3 separate regions of the Mus musculus genome follow, and all the other regions are linked to region 2. Evidence: chromatin contacts called from public HiCAR-type and HiChIP or PLAC-seq data. All regions are on one chromosome and are shown on one strand. The core of a region is the stretch at or near the end of the contact, and the rest is flanking DNA. Distances in the headings are between cores, read along the strand shown.

Region 1 (4,885 bases), core at 1,794-4,293, 570 kb after region 2:
CCTCAAACTAGAGAAAATCTTATATTAATTTTAGCAGTTAACCCCAAAGGAAGTAAAAAATACACTGGAGTATGGACTTGGGAGTTGTTCTTTTGTGGTCATCTGAACTGTTGGGCACTGCCCTAGAACTCTCTCCATCACTAGCATGACCAATCCTAGGAGCTCCAGCCCTTTTGGACAGCAGAAGATGTGTCCACAGGGCCCTCCCCCATCACCCTTCCTGGGGCTACAGGAGGAACTCAATTGTGACTTTGCCCATTTGCATCTTGGCTGGAGATAACTGCTGTCAAGGAAGGGTGTTTAGATCCAGCCCAACATAAAGGTTTGCTAGGATTGTTTCCAAGATGTGACCAGCTTTACACTAAGCAACAACTTTGGTGTGGTGTGACTGTTGCCCTCAGGGAAACCCTGAGACAAGAGTATGAGGTTAATTATTTCTGTAGAAACTGGAGACAAAAGGAGGACTCAAAAACCAAACACTGCACTTCAATGAATAGGGGCTCAGAAAGGAGAAACACAAGAAAAACTTTCTCTCACATACACACTTCCTCTCGTACATAAATATACCACCCACAATATACAAGGAGATATTTATATTAAAAAAAAAACAAATAGTTTACAGTCTGGGAATAAAGAAGCCAAATGAAAGGGAAGCAGCTAAAGGAGAGGACAGTTGTTGTCAGCACACACTGCCAATTACCCATCTTGTGAAGGGGGACAGCCCAGTGAAGTGGTGGTATAACCAGAGGTATGATTGAATTATACACCTCCAAATTCGCTATGCTGATAGTCCCACCCCTAGTACTTCAGAATATCACCATATTTGAAAACAGTGTTTACAGAGGTAAGCGGGTTCAATGAGGTTACTGGTATAGCCCTTGCTCTCTCATATGACGGGTAAACTCACTATGGGTAGAGCTCATATGTAGGATATGCAAAAAGGGAAGAGAGTCAAAGAGAATCATAAAGCACTGAGGTATCTACAAGTTAAAGACAAACATGCATGATAGAGTCTTCCCTTGTGGCCTGGGGAGGAACTATTCTGCTAATAATTCTACGTCTACCTTCTGGATCTATGAGAAAATAGATTCCTGTACCGTCCACCAGGTTGTAGTCACTATGGAAACAATATGGTCAGAAGCAGCCACACTGTCCTAGCCTGCAGGAGTCAGGCTCCATAGAAGTTACAGCATGTCAAGGTAACAATATCTAAGTGGTAACTGGTACAGGAGTCTGGGCTTCTGTGAGCACAGTGAATAATACTGAAGAACAAGGTTTCAGGACAACTCCTTGTTAATCACCAAGCATTAGCTTTTCTTAACTAGGAATGTAGTGAACAACATACAGCCCCATAATTCCTGTAGGTTGTATTCCTTCACTGTGGGGTCTGCCATGTGCTTATGTGTATCCCCAAGATGGAAAAATATCTCCTGACTGGCTATGAACTCCCAGCAAAGGCAGCTTAGGAATATTCTGGTCTACCCTCTCATGACTTCAAGAGAATAGGGACCAGGAGAATAGAGGTTACTAGCAGGAAGTTACTCTGCTGGTTGATATTCCTGGTTTGGGTCCTAATCCCAAAGCTGAGGTTTTGTGTTGTATGCCAGATTGTCTTCTTATTGGACTGTTATTTAGTTTTAATTTTTAAGACAAAGTCTCACTATGTAGCTCATACTGGCTTCAAACTCATGACAATCTTCCTGCCTGAATTACAGGCATGGGCCTGCTCCCTTTTAAATTTCCCTCTGGTGGTTGGCATTGAACTCGGGACTTTGTATATGGCAGGCAAACACTCCACCACTGAATTATAACTCCAGCCCTGGAAGGAATTTTTTGACATGAGAGAACTAGTGGCTCTCTTGGTTCTTCGGGGTTCTTCTTTATGGAATGAACTTTTAGGTCCCCTGACTTCTCTGAATTTCTGCTCAGGTGGTTTGCCACTTCCAATTCAATACATGAAAGAATAGAGCACTTCTTCCTTTACTTCAGACAGCTTTAGTGATTGTGAATCCCTTTACCTAACGCAGAAAACCATGCCAGGCTGTTGAGAGTATGGACTTTTCCCCTTTATGTTTTAAGTTATTCAGTCCTCCAAAGTCTCTTTGGTGAATACAATGTTAACATTGGTTCAGATGGCACCCCCCACCCCCTTCTATGATAATCACAGTAACACACAGCTCCTTTCTAAGTAGTGGGGCTTGGTTCCCAGTTCAAAGAACACCTGGTCTTTTGGAGAGAAAAGCTTGAAGAGTGTTGGAACAGCAATTTCAGTCTAAAGGAATATGTGATGCCTCTGGGTTGAAAATTGCTACCTAAAAGAGAAACATTTGAGCTACATGCTCTCCCCCGACCCATGGTGTGTGTGTGTGTGTGTGTGTGTGTGTGTGTGTGTGTGTGTGTGTGTGTGTGTGTGTGCTTCTGTGTGTGTGTGCTTCTGTGTGTGTGTGCTTCTGTGTGTGTGTGCTTCTCTCTCTCTCCCTCTCTCTCTCTCCCTCTCTCTCTGTCTCTGTCTCTGTCTCTCTCTCTCTCTCTCTCTCTCTCTCTCTGTGTGTGTGTGTGTGTGTGTGTGTGTGTGTGTGTATTTGTGTGTGTGTGTGTGTGTGTGTGTGTGTGTGAGTGTGTGCTTCTCTGTGTGTATATTAAGTCAGATAGCCTGCTCGGGTTTTTCCACAAGCTGAAAGATGCCCCTGTTCCTTACCACTGTTCCCCCAGCAAGTCTATGGTGAAAGAAGTACCAGGAGGGTTGGGCCTGGGATAGCCTTCTACAGCTCTTTCATCCATGAGATTCCCTGTGGGCATCACTTTTTCTTAATGAATAGCTATTGACGTCCATGCAGAGATGGTCCTAAATCCTGTCAGGAAAATCTAAAGAAGATCAAAGCCTTGCAGGCTTGCTGTGGGCCACTGAACAACTTTGGGCACCATGTTTTCATTAACCTAAGCAAGAAGACTTGCAGTTTAGTTCCAAGCAATGAAGACCTTAAAAATCTGCAGTCCAAAGAGACTCACTGCCACCCAACAACCGTTTCTCAGTCAGAGGCTATTCTGATGCTGATGGGTTAGGGATGAGTCAGAGATAACTGCATGGGAAACAATAGTCTTCTCTGGACAGAACTGATCTAGATTCTAAGAATAAATAACTGCTCCCACATATGGGCCGATGGTTCAAGCACAGCTGTGCTTACTTCCTTTACTCCTCCAAGTTCCGAGAAACAGGCAGCATTCTAGAAATGAGAAGGTCAAAAATTTGGAGGAGTCAAGCAACTGGCCCACACCTACTAGCTGGTAAATGTGAAGTCAGTGTAACAATCTAAGTGGAGTTATCAGAATAGAGCAACTGTCTTTGCAGTATATCTGTATCATGTGGAAAAAATATGTGGATCTACACGTATCCATAAAACCTTAGGAACATGTTCTTAAAACCATAGGGAAGAAATTGTATATCTATATTTCTCTCCCCATTTCTGTATAAATTTTGATATCAATACAAAAATCCAAATATATTAACATCTATATGATTTATAGCAGTGCACAACTCTCATTCTAGAGAAATTTGCCTTATGAATAAAGGTTCCTTCTTACTGCAGTAGACTGATGGGAGTCATTCCTTCCAAGTTAGAACCTAGAAGAAGAGAGAAGGCTCGTAAGATGCCTTTGATATTGTTGAGCTGATGGCACAAAATAGAAAGATCTGACTCCAACAGATGTCCCTGACATGGTCACTGTGGCATGTGAACTAATGTTCTCATGCACACACACAAACACAAGAGGGAGTGTGTGAGGCCAAGACTAATATTTCAGTATCAAATAGTCAGACAAACTTCAGGTCTTTACATTCTTAACAAAACAACTTGGGACCACATTTTTATTTAGAATACATTATTTTTTTCTCAACATAGTTTATTCTTTTTTTTTTTTACTTTCCAATTTTTTATTAGGTATTTTCTTCATTTACATTTCAAATAATATCCCAAAAGTCCACTATACCCTCGCCCCCCCCCCTGCTCCCCTACCCACCCACTCCCACTTCTTGGCCTTGGTGTTCCCCTGTACTGGGGCATATAAAGTTTGCAAGACCAAGGGGCCTCTCTTCCCAATGATGGCTGACTAGGCCATCTTCTACTACATATGCTTCTAGAGACATGAGATCTGGGGATATTGATTAGTTCATATAGTTCCACCTATAGGGTTGCAGACCCCTTCAGCTCCTTGGGTACTTTCTCTAGCTCCTCCATTGGGGGCCCTGTGTTCCATCCAATAGCTGACTGTGAGCATCCACTTCTGTGTTTGCCAAGCACTGGCATAGCCTCACAAGTGATAGCTATATCAGGGTCCTTTCAGCAAAATCTCGCTGGCGTATACAATAGTGCCTGCGTTTGGTGGCTGATTATGGGATGGATCCCCAGTGGGGCAGTCTCTATATGGTCCATCCTTTTGTCTCAGCTCCAAACTTTGTCTCTGTAACTTCTTCCATGGGTGTTTTGTTCCCAATTCTAAGAAGGGGCAAAGTGTCCACACTTTGGTTTTTGTTCTTCTTGAGTTTCATGTGTTTTGCAAGTTATATCTTGGATATTCTAAGTTTCTGGGCTAATATCCACTTATCAGTGAGTGCATATCATATGAGTTCTTTTGTTATTGGGTTACCTCACTCAGGATGATACCCTCCAGATCCATCCATTTGCCTAGGAATTTCATAAATTCATTCTTTTTAATAGCTGAGTAGTACTCCATTGTGTAAATGTACCACATTTTCTGTATCCGTTCCTCTGTTGAGGGACATCTGGGTTCTTTCCAGCTTCTGGCTATTACAAATAAGGCTGCTATGAACATAGTGGAGCATGTGTTCTTATTACCTGTTGGAACATCTTCTGGATATATGCTCAGG
Region 2 (4,460 bases), core at 37-2,536:
TTTCATAAGAGATTCCAAATTCTTTGCCTTAGTGTGGTCGTTGGAAGTAGGGCAGGTGGTGTCTTTCCTGGTTACCAGACTTGAATTATACATTTCTTTTTGCATGGAGCATCCCTGGTGGATCTTCTGGCTCCATACTTATTTCCTTTGCCTCTGATTTTTTTTCTTTTTGGAAAAACAATACATCATCTTCTGTATCTTAGGTTAGCCTTAAACTTGTCATGTAGCCTAGGGTAACTTGGAACTTCTGATCCACACGTCTCTACCTCCCCAGTGCTGGGATTACAGGTATGCATCATCTTGTCTGGTTATATAGAGTTAGATATCAAACCCAGGGCTTTCTATAATATACTAGGCAAACACTCTACCAACTGAGCTACATCTCCAGGGCACCTCTGACTTTCCCATGTACATAAATATGAATAGGTACATATACATTTACACACTTACTCTCTTCTAATTTAAGCTGTGACGAGACTGAGTGGTGCCTATGGGTGGGGGACCTATCCAAAGGTACTGTGTAAAGGACAGTCAGGTGATATCAACCTTCTAGTCACCTGAGAAACCAGGAACCCAGTGGCTGCAGAGTTGGACATGGGATAACTGCAGAAGACACTGGTGAATTGCTCTCTTCTTCTTCTAATCTAATCTGAGGGAACAAAGAAGAGAGTGCTAAAGTCCTCCTGCCTTTGACTCCACTCCGAGGATTCTGTTAGGGGAGGGCAGGTGGGCAGACTCCTAAAGAAGGTGGTGTCAAGGTTGTTGAAACTCAGCCAACATGGCTACTACCCTCCTTCTCAGGACTTAAGAGTTACTTCATAATAGAACGAACCCCTGCCTTTTCTGGATCTGGGCCAGAGGACTATCTCCAAATTTGTCTGTGACTCCTGCTCTGTCACCTGTCCTCAGTGCCACAACAGTGTAGTGGCTGGGACTCAGGGGTAGGAGATACCTTCTCGTACCTGAGTTCTTGTTACAGGCTAATCATTCCAATGGCCAGGCTCTTCCCTGGCCTACAGATATTCTAAATGCCTGGTTTCCTGTACTTATGTGCTTAGTGATCTGAGCAAGGAGGCCAGATTTTTGATCCATTTGCAAAAACCATCTATTCTTGCTCAGGTCTGTAGCCCTTGGCTGCTGTTCCTGGGCTTGGCAGTAACTTTGGTAACTATGTGTGGCCAGTTGCAATGGCAACGATAGCTAATGTTTACGGAGCACTTGATAGGCATCAGGCGCTGTCTGAACAATCCCTGTGCTAACTCAGCCTTCAGCTCTGTTCCACAGGGGCAGTTATATATTAGCTATTTTGCAGATGAAGAGGCTGAAAGGCTCTTGCCCAAGGTCTCCTAAGCCAAGAGCGAGCAGAGACTGCTTCTGAATGTAAGCCAATAGGACTCCAGAGGCCACTCAACCCTGGAGCCCAAAGCTACTATTGTTCTGAGAGAGTGGGGAAAACTCAAGGGAACCTGACCCCAGTATCAGGAAAGGGGTTTGGAGGCCCTGCGGGTGTACCAGGCCACCATCTTGAAGCAGACACATGGCTCATCTGTGTGTTCCCAGTTATCAGTGTGAAGCCCAGCTCCAAGCACAGGAGGCTTGGTTGATTGGCTGTCTTATTGGGTTGGTAAGCACTTGTTACACAGAGTTCCTAGCATTCACAAAGGGATAGGAGGTCTAATGTACTCTATACAAAAGAAGCTGTCTGTGGAGGATGCTCAGCATGGAGCAGGGGTTCTGCCTACCCTTTCTTCCTTATATATTTTTATCATCCTCCTTTTCCAAACACACACATCACTATTCCTATTGTTCTGCCCAAGGGTGTTTCTCTCTGATGCTTAGTTCTAACTCACAGTAGATTCTTTCTTCCTCCACGCCTTGGAGTAGCTGGCTTCCTCAACTCATTCTTTGGGACTGTCAAACAATCATGGAGGAACTCCAAGATTTCAGGACAAAGGCTAGAATGTTTCTGTACACACAAATTATGAAAGAAGAAGAAGAAGAAAAAAAAGGAAAACCCTAGCCTGGGTTTTGAGAAGGTTCTCCTGCTGTTATGAATGATAAGAAGCATTCATATTCTTAGCCTTATAGGTTGGGCCAAAGAAGAATGTACAATGTTGGTAGGTAGACTTGTGAGCACAATGGAACCTTGAGAGCTGGTCAAATGACTGTCAACGTGGATGCTTAGTACATCTGGCTTTCTTTTTGCCTGTGCCAGCTTTCACCCCAAACTAGCTGGACTCCATCAAAGGGATCATGGCTGTAAGCAAAGCGACTCCTTTCCAATTTCAGCTGGCATGAGAGCAAACACATTGTCCTGGAGGCACACCCAGCTTGCCAACTCCAGATGATGGGAAGTGATGTCCAGGGCTCTAGCCTGGACAAGCAGGGCATTCTGGGTATTGACATGCAAATACCCAGGGTACAGCGTGTGTAGGAGGGCAGGGACATTGCCTCCAAGGTTAGGCATTCCCCATTAGATCCTCAATCTCTCTCTCTAAGGCAATGGCTTAAGGCAAGGAGAGCCTGGTATGGTGGAGCACACCAGTGATCGCAGCATTCAAGAGGTTTGAGGCAGGAGAATCTCAGAGGTTTAAGGTTATCCTTAGTTACATACTGAATTTGAGTTCAGCCTAGGCTATGGGAGACCCTGTCTCCAAAATAAAGGGTGGAGGGGGAGGGAGAGTGGGACAGGAGAGGAGAGTTCCAAGAAAAGAGAAGAGAAAGTGGGCCACAGTGGGAACCAGCTGCTAAGAAACAGTGCTGGCTCATGTTTCAGGGGGATGCTTGAGAATGGACTTGGCTAGACCTCAGATGAAGTCTTGGCTGCCCGGGGTGCCCATCAGAAAGTTGTCCCTTCCCTTTCCAGCTGCTACCATCCTGGGGGAGCTGTGTAGGCACACTCTGAGCCTCTTGCTCTATTCCTGCCTCACTGGTACCCAGCATCTTGGAGGCATTCTCTTGGCTTCTCAATGTCCTGTGTCCAGCTCATCCCTCATGTCTTTGTCAGCAGCCTCAAGGTGTGTTGTGCCCAGTAGACCAATGACATACAGTCCTGTGGGCACATTTGGTGACCTTCTCTTGGCCCAATGACCCAAGACAACTCCTGTAGTCTTGTTGCTGCCCCAAATATGGCTTTCAACACAGTTATCCAGTGAGCCTGCTCCAGTGAGGGCCAATCATTTTATCAACACCTTAATCTCAATGATGTCGTATAACTGTTGATTCTTGTCTGTGTCTCTGGAGGAGGAGGGGTAGAATGATAAAGGGTGGGGATTGGGGCCAAGGACTTCCACTTCATTGTCACAAGTTCTCTAGTGGGTCTTTTCATTGATAGTCCTTGTGGGCAGGGGTTGTAGTACAATGATAGAGTGCTTGCCTGGCATGCTCAAGGATCTGGGTTCCATCCCCAGCTCTGCCACATACAAAAATAGTTGAAATTGTAAAATCAAATCAAATCAAATCAAATCAAATCAAATCAAATCAATTCAGCTATAATTGGGAGTCTTCTACTGGAGCTGTACTCAAACGGCAGTGTGGTGAGAAGAGCAAGGAATCTCTGGGTAGATGGCCTGCACAGTCTGTAATGATACTCAGCTACCCTACCCACAATCCCTCAGCTGATGCTGGACATACCCAGCCACACCTGAGTGGAGACTGGAAATATAAGGCCTTGGGAGTTAGCATTAGGGAGCTAGATCAGCAGTCTTCAGTATGTGGGTTGAGACTCCTTTGGAGGTCAAATGACCCTTTCACAGGGGTTGTCTAAGACATAGATGTTTACATTATGATTCACAGCAGTATCAAAATTACAGTTATGAAGTAGCAACACCAATTTTATGGTGGGGGGGGGGCTCGCCACAATATGAGGAACTGTATTGAAGGGTCAAAGCATTAGAAAGGTTGAGAACCATTGAAATAGTTGGTCTTGGGCACTGATACTTTCAACTTTGGACCATTGTTTTCAGTGTCAGGAAGCCTAGAGTGGAAAGGTCATCCCTACCACTCAGTGGTGTGCTCCAAAGAGAGGACCGACTTCCGTAAAGCATCCTTTAGAGAAGTTGTTGACTACCAAGGCTAACGATACACAGTTAATCGATGAAGCAGATGCTCACACCCAGGCCAGCGTACTGTGTGATTGTTAATTGGCTACTAGGACCGACTTCCGTAAAGCATCCTTTAGAGAAGTTGTTGACTACCAAGGTTAACGATACACAGTTAATCGATGAAGCAGATGCTCACACCCAGGCCAGCGTACTGTGTGATTGTTAATTGGCTACTTGCTTTCTGGGCTTCTGGCCCTCCATGTGCACCTTGATGCCAGCGGTACTGGATAGGGTGATTGTTTAAATAAACCCTCCACAGAGAATGCCACGGTCATTACCGCAAATGGTCCCAGGGTTGTTTGGTCTTGCTCAATCCTGCCATGGAAGCTGAGATCAAGAGATGAAACTGAGTAATGC
Region 3 (4,749 bases), core at 314-2,813, 710 kb after region 2:
CCCCACCACGCTGCATAACTTCGTCCTGTGCCTGCTAAGTTATTCCCCGCTAATGCATCAGCTGTGAGAGCCCTGCGAAACACGCCATGGTTAAAATAAAACTCAAGCCCCAAGCATTGAGTTTTATTTAAAGAGAAAACTGTTAAGTTGTCTAAAAGTTAGTATCCTCCATCCTCCCCCGCCCCCACTCCCCAGAAAATAACCTAAATCGCTCATTCTCTGGCCAGCCCTTCATGTTCTCATATCCTGACCTGTCCAAAGCAGACTCTAATGTGACCAAGGGATGTGCGCAACCCATCTGAGACAGCTTAGAAATGTTGGACAGAAACAGGCCTCGGGTGATACACCAAAAGGCTGGTCCCCAGAATATCTTCCACGTGGTTCTCTCCAGGAAACTTCTACTAGCGCTTGGTAGAAGATCTTTGCATGTTTGGATTTCCAAGGCGTCTTCCCTCCCTCTGTATCTTTGCTGTATCTTCCTCCCGTAGATTTCCCAACCAGACAGTCTAGGGTCAGGTAGGGTCAGGAAGGTTCTAGGTCTGTGTCCACCACAGACAGGTGACTTTTCCTGTCCGAGACTTAGGTTGTTGGGTTGGGTTTTTTTGTTTTGTTTTGTTTTTCCTTTTTCTTTTCTTTCTCCTCATTTATTCAATGTGAGGTGACTGTTAGATACTGGGAGTTAAGCTTGGCCATGTGTCACACAACTAATAGATTCAAGAATAACACCTGGAAGAACAGTATTGAGAAGCCACACCGCTGTTATTTATGTCATCTGCCTTCCCGTGTGTGTCCCTGAACACAACCAGTCCTCAAGGAACACTAGCCACTTGCTGGTAACCTAAAGAGTAAATTGGGTGAATTATTCCTGAGAGCTGTGAATAGAACAGGAACGAATACCAGAGCCTCTGCAAATTCCGATTAAGACCCTACTTTGCAGAAAACCATTCTCTTTCCATTTACTGAGCAGGTGCACATGACCAGCCTGATGCTGAGATCTGCCTCACAGTCTCCTCTGGGAATCACAACTCTGCAGTTTACAGAGCTCTGGGATCCCAGTCACCACAATGCTTTAAGTGCATTGGTTCTGCTGTAAAAATTATGGTAGTGTCCCAATACCCAGGTGTCTTCACAGGACCTCTCAGCTTTGAGCAGACACCTGGTTTGCTATTTTCTAGAAGGCAAAGTCTGTAAACCATCTTTAACTGAGTCCAGAAGACTTGAGTTTAGCTTCAGACTTTTCCCACTGGATGAAGAGTGTCCCGTGGGAGCCTGACCTACTGTCACAAAGCCTTATGGCTTCCCTCTTACAGAGCCCAACTCCCTGATGATTATCCTAGAGTTGGTCTTGCTGTGTCCCTCCTCTGTTATGTCACCGGTATAGGAACTAGACTGAGAGCCACGGAGCTACAGTGCTAAGGCCTACTAAGGAATCTGGGGAGGCAAGCTGTAAGTTGGTCATGGCTTTTGAGCAAGCCCTGGCAAGTGAGAGCCTGCATTCACACTTGTTCTTTCAGGTCTAATAAGCTACACGCTGGCTTTCTTAGCATCCCAGAATAGCATGCTGAGGCCGAGAGGCCAGCCTGTTTGATGTCCTGCTTTGGACATTTGCATGTCAAAGCAAGGAGGCTACTCGATTATGTGTCACGAATTACATTAAGTATCCTGTCTCTCTCTTAACTCAGCCCTGACAATTCCATCCCTGACCTTGACCACTGTGAAATCTCCACTGGGGAGCGGGGTGGGAGTGGGGGTGGACTGCAGGATTAAAATATTCCATTTGTGTTGTGGTTCTAACTGGTCTACCTCGGATTTTAGAGTTCAGTTCTTCCAGCCTCCTCAGAGAGCTTCAGTCTTAAAAATATCAAGGAAGGCAGAAAGAAAAAAGAAAACAAACAAACAAACAAAAAAAAAAACCAAGGAATGATTTAGGAGTCAGACAAGCCTTGATTTGAATGGTGATTTAACTACTTACTAGAGATTCCTTGCCAAGAGTCCTTAACTCTGCAGTTTCCACAGGTAGGAGGTGGAAGTACTATCTTCTGGACAGGATGCTCTGAATGTCGCCAAGAATAGAGCATTAATAAATAAATAAATAAATAAATAAATAAATAAATAAATAACTGTCATTATGGAAGTCTGGTGTTCTCCAAACAACCTTCCAGTTCTTTAGCCCTTCAAAGGCCAAAGCAGCTCGCTGAAACCCATTGCCCCAGATTGACCGACGAAATCCAAACTCAGATTATTTAACTCAGCTCATCCAGGCACACACTTCAGCGTTTATGCTCTTTCTCCAAATCCCCTCCCTCACAAAGACTCTCAAATACCCCCAGGAACTCTTCTTCCATGTGCTTCCCTCACCCCGAAATCCATTCCCTGATCAGTGAGCCCCCAGCCTGCTGGCCTCTGACTCTGTCTCCCCTTGTCTTTCCTTACTCCCCTCTCTGAATGCAGCACTGGCAGTCTGCCCTCCTCCTGTTTCCTTCTGCCCTTCTTCTTGGCAGTTGCCTAAAGTGTCTCTCACCATGAGAATCTCTTCTGGTCCTCTTCAAGATTATAATGCTTACTGCATTGTCACGTTTTGATACTTCTGTCTTTTTTTAGAGAGCTTGTCAATGTTTCTACCCTGCTCGAAAAGTTTTTCAGGGGGCCAGGGATTTTGAGGCACAACAATTTCTTTGAGGAAGTTTTACACTTATTTTAAGAGGATAATTTTTGATGACTTCTTTTTTGACACTGCTGTAGCTTAGGGTACAGAAACATGCCTGTGACACAATAAGTCATTGTAAAGTGATTTCATTCCGTAGGTATGAGAGTGCAGATGCAAAGGAGGATGCCTCCTACGTGGTGTGGGTGTGTGTGTTCCCCTTTTTTATACCTAAACTACTTCCCTTTGAGTTTAAGTTAAACATCTGAGAATAAATATAAACATTACTGATGTCTTACCACTAACTAGGAGTTGTAACCACTTAGTGGGATAAAATGCTACATTTTTAAAAATAAGATAAACAGCAGCTGTCCCACCAGCGAGCCCTCTGCTGGAAGGGTTTCTTTCCACCTTTGAGTTTTATGGTCCTGAGCATGCTTCCTGTCCAAGAGCAGTCATCAGCTATCTGGTGGCTTAACTCCAGCTTACGGATATTTTATTAAAAGCTGCATCCGGTTAGGCCTTCCAAAATGTCCAGCAAAAATGTCTCCCACTAAGGTAAGGAAATGAACAACAGTGTTCAAGTCTCAGAGGGATTACTCCACTCGGAGAGGACGCCAGCTGTTCTCTATCCTGTCTGAAGACACAGCAACAGCTAGACCTGCTGAGACCATGGCAGGCAAGATGCAAGTGGCCTGGGTAGAAAAGTGCACACAAGACAAAGCATTGTGAAACAGTGGCTTAAGGCGCAGATCACCAAGCCAAACAACCTAAACTCAATCACTAGGAGGGAAGAAAACCCACTCCAGCTAGTTCTCCTCTGACTTCCACACATGCCCCATGGCACGTTCACATGAACACATGTACACACGTACACACTAAATAGATGTAATTTGAGAGAGAGAGAGAGAGAGAGAGAGAGAGAGAGAGAGAGAGAACACATCGACTCACAGCACCAGCAAGTCTAAGTCACTTCAGGTTCCTGGTCATAATTTTTTCTTTTGTATTAGACAAGTTCCTTAAACTCAGTCTGCTTCCCTGTAATTATAAAGACAGAGGGCTGTTAGTTTCCTCTAAATGTGTTAGAGGATTAAATAAAATAATGTGGTCCAAGGCCTTGGATACATGAGTTTTCAATGTCACTATATTCCCCCGCACCCACGGAAGCAGTTGAAAAAAAGCAATCACTTCCTTTCCTCTAACTGCAAATAGACATCAAAGGCCCCCTCTGCCTCCCCCTCCCCTCCGTGATCCACCTGAAAGAGAAAGAGTTGGCATGCATTGTGGGTTACATCAAAACTCAGCCTTAGCTGGTCAAACAGATCTTTCCAGATCTCACTGGGAACAAGCATGCAGGCTCCACTTTCTTAGTAGCATGGTATGAAGTAATATAAAACAACTTAGGAGAGCTGGTTGTATATGCCCATCATGTTCAACCTCTTCAGAACTCCACACAGTATGACTGACAGACAGACAGACAAACAGACAGACAGACAGACACATATACACACATACACACACCACCAGAACAATGGTTCCCAACCCTCCTAATGCTTTGATCCCTTAATGCAGTCCCTCATGCTGTGATGACCCTACCCCCAACCATAAAATTATTTTTATTGCTACTTCATTACTGTAATTTTGCTACTGTTATGAATTATACATAAATATGTTTGGAGATAGAGGTTTGCCATAGGGGTCACAACCCACATGTTGAGAACAGTTGCACTAGGCTGTGTAACACTGTGTAGTGACGCTATAAATGAGTGGTGGATAGCCCTAAGCAGTGTAAGTCATCTATGAGCAGAGAGGCTGCCCCAGAGTTCTGGAGTCATAAGATTCTGGTGTAAGAGTCACTGCCAAAATGAAAATATTCTGAAGAGACACCTGGCTATTATAAATAAGGCTGCTATGAACATAGTGGAGCATGTGTCCTTCTTACCAGTTGGAACATATTCTGGATATATGCCCAGAAGAGGTATTGCTGGATCTTCCGGTAGTACTATATCCAATTATTCTATTGTTTTTAGATTGATATAATTACATCATTTCTCCTTTCTCTACTTCAAACCTTCTCATACATCACTCCTTGCTTTCTTTTGACT

Evidence for each region. HiCAR-type assays count read pairs that join an accessible place to other places. HiChIP or PLAC-seq counts read pairs in DNA pulled down with a chosen protein or histone mark.
Region 1: an H3K27ac HiChIP or PLAC-seq map of VIP interneurons shows a contact between it and region 2, with 10 times the contacts expected there. The contact joins two enhancer-like sites. A contact is called at or near these places in 2 of 115 datasets of contacts at active chromatin or transcription factors (VIP interneurons and embryonic stem cells).
Region 3: a contact with region 2 is called in a HiCAR-type map of astrocytes, with 4 times the contacts expected there. The contact joins two enhancer-like sites. A contact is called at or near these places in 1 of 115 datasets of contacts at active chromatin or transcription factors (astrocytes) and 1 of 9 other capture datasets (embryonic stem cells).

Annotation. Positions count from the first base shown.
Region 1 is chr1:73,497,813-73,502,697 of GRCm38.p6, forward strand. No RefSeq gene overlaps it. Among named protein-coding and RNA genes, the nearest start is that of C530043A13Rik, 30 kb to the right of the region's middle. Within about 2 kb of position 3,044, at least 3 of the 459 cell types and tissues checked have an H3K27ac peak or open chromatin away from gene starts, as enhancers often do. A contact at or near this core is called in VIP interneurons, where this site is marked.
Region 2 is chr1:72,928,730-72,933,189 of GRCm38.p6, forward strand. No RefSeq gene overlaps it. Among named protein-coding and RNA genes, the nearest start is that of Gm51633, 5.9 kb to the right of the region's middle. Within about 2 kb of position 1,287, at least 25 of the 459 cell types and tissues checked have an H3K27ac peak or open chromatin away from gene starts, as enhancers often do. A contact at or near this core is called in VIP interneurons and astrocytes, where this site is marked.
Region 3 is chr1:73,641,353-73,646,101 of GRCm38.p6, forward strand. The region is part of intron 7 of 6030407O03Rik (RIKEN cDNA 6030407O03 gene); the gene reads right to left. Among named protein-coding and RNA genes, the nearest start is that of C530043A13Rik, 110 kb to the left of the region's middle. Within about 2 kb of position 1,564, at least 31 of the 459 cell types and tissues checked have an H3K27ac peak or open chromatin away from gene starts, as enhancers often do. A contact at or near this core is called in astrocytes, where this site is marked.